Linked DNA regions of Muntiacus reevesi: region 1 is linked to region 2. Evidence: chromatin contacts called from public Hi-C data. All regions are on one chromosome and are shown on one strand. Each heading gives the region's core, a stretch centred on a gene start, on an enhancer-like site or on the middle of the called end of the contact. The rest is flanking DNA. Distances are from core to core; before and after follow the strand shown. Region 1 holds the start of RPL7 (ribosomal protein L7). Region 2 holds the start of ELOC (elongin C).

Region 1 (3,479 bases), core at 271-2,770, 580 kb before region 2:
TTCCATTTTTTCATAAATAGTATATGGAATAAGGGAAGGTTTCTCAAGACACCAAAAAACAGCTTGTCTGATACAATAAATTTTATAATAATTACCTTTCCCCAAAGAGGCAGAACCTACCAAGAGATCGAGCAATCAATGCGTTGTCTGTCAGGGCAATTCGCTTTTTGTTGATTTTGCCATAACCACGCTTGTAGATCAATTCATTTACAGACTTCAGATTTGGGTACCTAAATATGAGAAGAAAAACCGACACAAATGACCAAATAAGACTATGACTGTCAAAACCTCTATAATTCATCTCACTAATGCAGCCAACTTACCAAAAAAGAAGTCAAAGACACCTACCCCCATGCAATGTATGGCTCCACAATTCTCAACATGTTAATTGATGCCTTGTTGAGCTTCACAAAGGTGCCATTGAAGATCTGCCGGAGGCGAAGGAGCTGCAGCACCTTTCGAACCTTTGGGCTCACACCGTTGATACTGCAAGGAAAAAACACAGAAAATTCCTTTAGCTTTCATCACACTTTTTACAATAAAAAGACAGGGAACTAACATTTTTGGGCAACATGTCACACCCAAATAGGAATCTTCTCCTGTTACAAGACCACTCTTTCCTTTAGTTATAGCTGTATTCTATCACCTGTCAACTTGCCTCCCCAAAATATTCAAAAATTTCCCCAATGCTCTTATTACTTCCTCTTATATAGACCTGTTTTAAGTCATTCTCCAGGACATTGAACTCAAGTGTTCAATGAGAGAATGGACAGATGCTTTGGGCACAGGGCTTATCATCACTAAAATACTCCCCCACCCCATTCCACTTACCATTCAAGTTTCTGTTCCAGTGTATGAGAACCAAGGTCCCCACAAATGTGAAATTTTGCTGAGAGTGGACAGCTTTCCCTTTAAGACTAGAATGCAATAAACATTGAACTTACCCTCTGATCCTGATGACAAATGCCAATTTGGGTTCCGCGGGTACATAGAAGTTGCCAGCTTTTCGTGCCATCCTAGCCATTCGAATTTCAGTTCTGTACATCTGCCTGTATTCCTTGTGGTAATGCTTAGCTTTTTCATAAATAAGCTTCCTCCTTGCCTTTCGAAGCTGAAAAACCAACATTCTTATTCATCTGCTTTTTGGCTCCCAAACACAATTAGCAATACTAGTAAATAGAACACTCTTCTCTTGAAACTTTCTCACCACCATACACATTAACATTCCAAGAGGACACCAACTTAATTAGAAAAGATCATTCTAAAAGTTAACCACACTGACGGGTATAGGAACTGAAATAAGCCTTGTTAAAAATATCCGACTAATTTTCAATCACAGGACCTCTTTACTGGTGCGTCAAAAAGTTTACTTACCATCTTTTGGGCAAATTTCTTTCTCAGGCGTTTGATCTTAAGCTCTGCGAAATTCTTTCGCTTTTTCTTAAGGGTTTCTGGCACAGCAGGAACCTTCTTTTTCTTCTCTCTGACAACAGCAGACAGAAAAAGAGTTCAAAAGGCCCACAGCACATCACTCCCCATTCAGTACCGAGCACGCTCTCAACGTACCTTTAACTGTTCTAGTATGCTATACCTGTAATCTTTATGTCTAACACGGACCACTGTCTTTAAAAGAATGATAGGCAACAAATTCACATTTAACCTGCAATCAGTCCCGGGGTCCCAAAACAACAAAAATAGCGACAGCGAAACACAGAGTAAAAGACAGCTGCAAGACACTGACCCCTAGACTATTAGTGTAACTCGTAAACCACCTACCACCACCCCGGTTCAAACTTCAAGTTCCACATGTTTAAGCAAAGGCCTGATACCAGGGACGTGTGGGGCAAAAGTCAGCTAAGGAAGAACCCAATTCAGAGGTTCTGACCCTCCCTCCTAGGACGAGGGACTGGACAACCCCACATATATTTAGCTCTCACACCTTGTTCCCGGTACCTCCAAGACCTCCTCCCCAAGGCCGCTTGAATCCCATCTTAGCCTGAGACCACTGGTAATGTCACAGCGCGTCACAAACACACAGATATGTTGGCAAAGATACAGGCTACAGACGGAACGAGGGAGAGAGAGACTAGAGGGCTCTGGTTTCGGGGATGGAGGAGGATACTCGAGACGACGAGGAGAAACTTACTCTGCACCCTCCATGGTTCCAGCCGGGAAAGAGGAAGTTGACGCATGCGCGCTGTCCACTTAAAGACGGCGAGCGTGAAGCCCCAGACTCATAGGTGTCTCGGGATAAGCCAGAAAAGAACTCGGAACTAAAAACTCGACTCGCAGACGCAGAAGTAAGAACTGCCTGACTCAGCCTCTTTACAACCAAGTTTCTGGTAAAATGTGTATGGGAAAAATGAATGCATTGGCTAGACTCTTTAATCGGTACGATGAGAGCAAAGAGTACCGATTCCTTGACTACTCGGGGTCCTAATCTTCAGGCTGCGTCGACAGGATACGGCTCGAATTCTACCCAGTAATGTATGCAAACGATGCGTCGGCGGGGCGCGAACTACAAATCCCGGCATGCATCACGTTCACGGCCCGCCCGCCGAAAGGGCAACGCCGGTCCGGGTCGGTAGGGAAGCGCGGCCGTGGTGGTCCCAGTCGGGTAAATGGAGAGCCTCTTGGCCTTCGATCCAAAGGGCCAACTACGATTCTAGGCTGCTCCCGGCTTGTGGCCGCCTTCCCGGCCCTTCGCTAACCCCAGCAGCCGACTGGCACGCCCGTTGCCGCGCTGCCGAGGTCCTTGTCTTCGTTCCTCCAGCCTGTAGGGCTGTCTTCCGCAGCGCCTGATCGCCGGTGGAGTCGTCCAGAACCCCTGGGTTAACGAAAGTGACTAGACGGGGGACAAGCGAGGACCGGACGGCCGGAGGAGGACAGCCCGGGCGCTGCCGACTGTCCGGCCTGGCGGGTGGAGGTCGGGACGCCCCACGGCGGGGGTGGGGGTGGGGGCGTGAACCGCGATGGGAGGTGCGAGGAGGGCTGGAGGCTGCGGCCACGGCCATGTGAGAGGGGCTGCCCCGCCGCTGCTCGGCGGACGGCGGGCGGGCGGGGGGCTGGGCCGGGGGCGGGGTGCGCCCGGGGGGCGGGGAGGGCCGAGCTGGGGGAGGGCCGATGCCGCCGCCGGCTCTTCCCGGTCGAGGGTTATATATCGCGGAGCGTGGAGCCCGCTCAGCGGCGGCCGGCGGCGCACCGACTCGCCAGCGGCGCTGCGCTGCGAAACCCGGTGCCCGAGTGACAACCTCGGGGGGGCGCAGGGCCAGGGCCACGAGACCGCGAAGGCAGCCGCAAGACGAGGGGGAGCGCTCGCCGGCGCCGATCGAGTCCCCTCTTCCCGGCGCTCCCGCTGCCCCGCACCCCACTCTCCCACCCTCTCGCAACTTGGGTCAAGTTGACAACTCCCGCGGCTGCCGGCCGGACCGTGCCGTCTCCGCCGCGCGCCCCTCGCCGGGAGTGAGAGGGAGCCGCGG
Region 2 (3,387 bases), core at 523-3,022:
CTGAAACTATATTTGCTTACTTAATGTACAGTCTCTCTTTTCTCAAGCTCCAAGAGGGCAGGCCTCATATATAGTGCCTTATATATAGAAGATGAAGATGCTCAATAAATATTTGAGTGAATGGCACTATAGTTTTCTTAATCACCAAAGCTTGAAATCACTGATGAGATTTTTCTGATCTTATTTAATAATGGAACAGTAAACGTTTAGGAGGATTACCTAAAATGCATTAACACATACCAATGTAAATACAAAGACTTTCCAGATTATTTCCTAATATTGAAAAATCTACAAAAAAAAAAAAATCCAAAAAAGCAATTTATAAGATACAAATATTACTTTATTACTTGATGTATAGAACTGACTCTAACTTCTGACTACAAACTATTGCCTAATCATATTACAGAATTACCACAATGCAAAGAAACTAGCATCTTCCATTTGAAATAAATTTATATATATACTTTGGAATGGTAGTTATTGGTTATTAGGTCGATCTCATACTTAAGGAAAAAGGACAGTCATACTTAAGGAAAAAGAACAGTCATTTAAAAATTATGAGGCCAAAATCATCACTGGCAATAAGCACTTAATATTCAGACGACAGGGACCATAGTTGTCTCTTTGCCATTTTATCTCCGAAATGAAGGAATTCACTTGTGAACAGTGATGTTTCAACATCATGAATTATACCACAATTACAATCTAAACGAGATCGGAGATGTCTCATTTTAGTCCACTAAACAAAACAGGAAAACTATCTGGAGATCAAAAAACAAATTTGGCAGTTTGAAAATAAGGTTTTAAAACTCTAAAGGATTTCGGTTGTTTCCTATACTGAAGGCGACGCAGAGTAGAAATGCTCGCACTAATAACTCGAACTCCATAAACTATACTAAAGAGGTCCACAGGAGAAACTTAATGGCCACCGTACTTGACACTACCTGCCTCCATCAGATAAGACTGGGCGGCAGATGCTCGACAGACCCAAACCAAGTCGGGCAGAGATCACCCAACAAGTTGCCCCTAAGGTAAAGTTCTCGGTGACCCGCTACAGCAAAGAGCGAGGGCCCTCTTCTGTGACGGGACCGACTCCAAGGAATGGACGAGCCTGAGTGCACCCGGAGAAAGCAAAAAAGGAAAAGCGACAGGGCTGCCATGCTCCTAACTCCACCCTCCTCGCGCTCAACCCCGAAGAGGCCCAGTCTCGCCAGCCGCCGCCCCTCCTTCTTCCCTTTTCCAAGCCCACCGAGCGGCGCCAGGGAAGGTCCCGCCGCCCTCCTCTCCCCTCCCCCAAACCAGGAGCCGAAGCGGCAGGGGAAGGTTAAGCTTCCGTTCCTTCCCCGCCCAAATGGGAAGGGGTGGGAAGTGGGATGGCGAGAGCACCCAGTACGAGCCTCCCTCGTCCCCCACGCGGGCCTAGAGCTCCGTTCCCACCCCAGCCCGAGACTCACTCGTCAGCTCCGCAGCAACCGCAGCCACCGCACCGGGTCCCCGCGCACCGCCACAGCCCCTACACCAGGGCCACCCCCCCCACCCCCAGCTGCCTGCCGCCGTGGGTTCCGGGGCAGCAAAAGGAATCACTTCCGCTGGGTCACAGATGCCTTCTACGCGCGGGAGATTAGTACCTGGTGAGGCGGAGACGCGCCGAGGCCGTTGCTTGCCGGCGTCTACAGGAAGTGCGCAGCGCCCCCTCCCTTCTCCCACGGGCCAGCCTGAGAGGATGGCGGTGCCGGGAAAAGTCTCAGCCAATCCTATTTTGGGTCTTCTGATTCCCAGCATGCAGCGCCGACCTTAATCTGATTTCCGAAGGGACCTCATCCTTGAAGCGTTGCTGGGAATGGAGGGGGTCGGGGGTGGTCCGAGGCAGCATTGCATCCTGGGATTTGTAGTTTCTCTGGTGGGTACTGACATGTTTGGCGGAGTCAGCGCTGCAACCTGGAACTTGTAGTTTCTCACGCCGAGTCTTAAAGAGTCTGATAATTTTGGAGGTTGTCCCTGCCCCTCCTTTGCGGGTAAGCCTAGAGGTAGCAGACGTCCGCAGAAGAAACGTCGGAAAGTGGGGGTGCGGTTTCTATGCTAACAAGATCGTGCTCTTTATGAAGCAGTTTCTGTCTTTTGTGAAAAGTTGCAGAGCTTATTGAAGAGCATCTCGGCAACTCGTGAAATCGCTGGCCTCATTTCCTCTCTTCCCGGTACTTTCAGTGTTTACTGAAAACAGCCACGCCCCCCACCCCCACTCGGAGGCCTTCACCCCATCTCCTGTCTCCCTCCAAGCCATCCGGTTGCTCATTTGGATTCTGAAATCATACACAGAAACTACGGCCACGAGTACTCAATTCTGACACCATCTTTGTCACTGCACGCCCTCTCTGCCACTCCTTCCTCTGCTGTCTTCTCCCACTATCTCCTCGGCGCACTATCTCCCCACTCCTCCCATCTGCCTATCCTTTTTACAGATCTAACCTCCACTTAAGATAGGGTTCTATCCTGAAAACTCATGGGAAGTTGAAAATACCAGTCTAAAATGCATTGGTTAGACCTAACCTATTCAACACAATTTAGCCTAGCTTACCTTAGACTGTGCTCAGAACACTTATATCAGCCGGCAGTTGGGCAGAGATCATCAAATGCAAAGCTTATTTTACAATAGAGTGTTGATTATCTTAGGTAGTTTATTGATTACTGTACTGAATGTGAAAAACAGAATGTAAGTGTATAGGTGGTTTACTCTCCTGATTGGGTAAGTGATTAGAAGCTTCAAAACCGAGGAGAGAGTATTCTACTGCATCTTTCATACTGTATATAGCCCAGGAAAAGATTAAGATTCCAAATTGTGTATGGTTTCTTCTGAATCTTACAGCTTTTGCACCATCATAAAGTCAAGAAATTATAAATTGAACTATCATAAGTCAGAGCCGCCTTTACTTGCTTTCCTGTGGTGAAATTTAGGCACCCTTCCAGGAAGAGTGAAACAGCTAAATAAAGTTCACCCTCTGTTTACTGGACTGAGGCATGAAAGGAATGTAGGGCCAAGACTCTCACCATTGCAAGTTGCTCAACTAGGACTGCTGTGTAATGATGTCCACAAAAGGAAAACACAGGCACCCAGAGTTTGTTGACCTAATTAGTGACTTTTGCCTGAAAGACACTTTTAGTTCATTTGGCAGATTAAAAAGTGTTGCAAAAGCAATCCAGACAGACTGTTGGGGGTTAATTTTTCCAAGCCTTTGCAAAAATGATTAAGGTTTTTTGGTTATATTAGCTCAGAATAGAGTTTGGTAAGGTGGAGAGGCAATGGGATGAGGAGTCTGTGGGCTCATTTTCGACTGAACTTTTCCTCCTTTACTTCAGGAGTGTTGTCTTCACCCCTTAAAATGTCCCTTT

The links. A called contact is a pair of places that touch in the nucleus more often than the background predicts.
Region 1: a contact with region 2 is called in a Hi-C map of muscle, with 7 times the contacts expected there. The contact joins the promoter of RPL7 here to the promoter of ELOC in region 2. A contact is called at or near these places in 2 of 3 Hi-C or Micro-C datasets (blood and muscle).

What each region holds. Positions count from the first base shown.
Region 1 is chr12:42,551,289-42,554,767 of mMunRee1.1, reverse strand. It overlaps RPL7 (ribosomal protein L7), which reads right to left and starts at 1,520. Exons shown (of 6, transcript XM_065903340.1): 1 at 1,375-1,520; 2 at 945-1,111; 3 at 349-486; 4 at 121-230. The coding sequence starts at 1,377.
Region 2 is chr12:41,971,525-41,974,911 of mMunRee1.1, reverse strand. It overlaps ELOC (elongin C), which reads right to left and starts at 1,772. Exons shown (of 4, transcript XM_065902834.1): 1 at 1,629-1,772.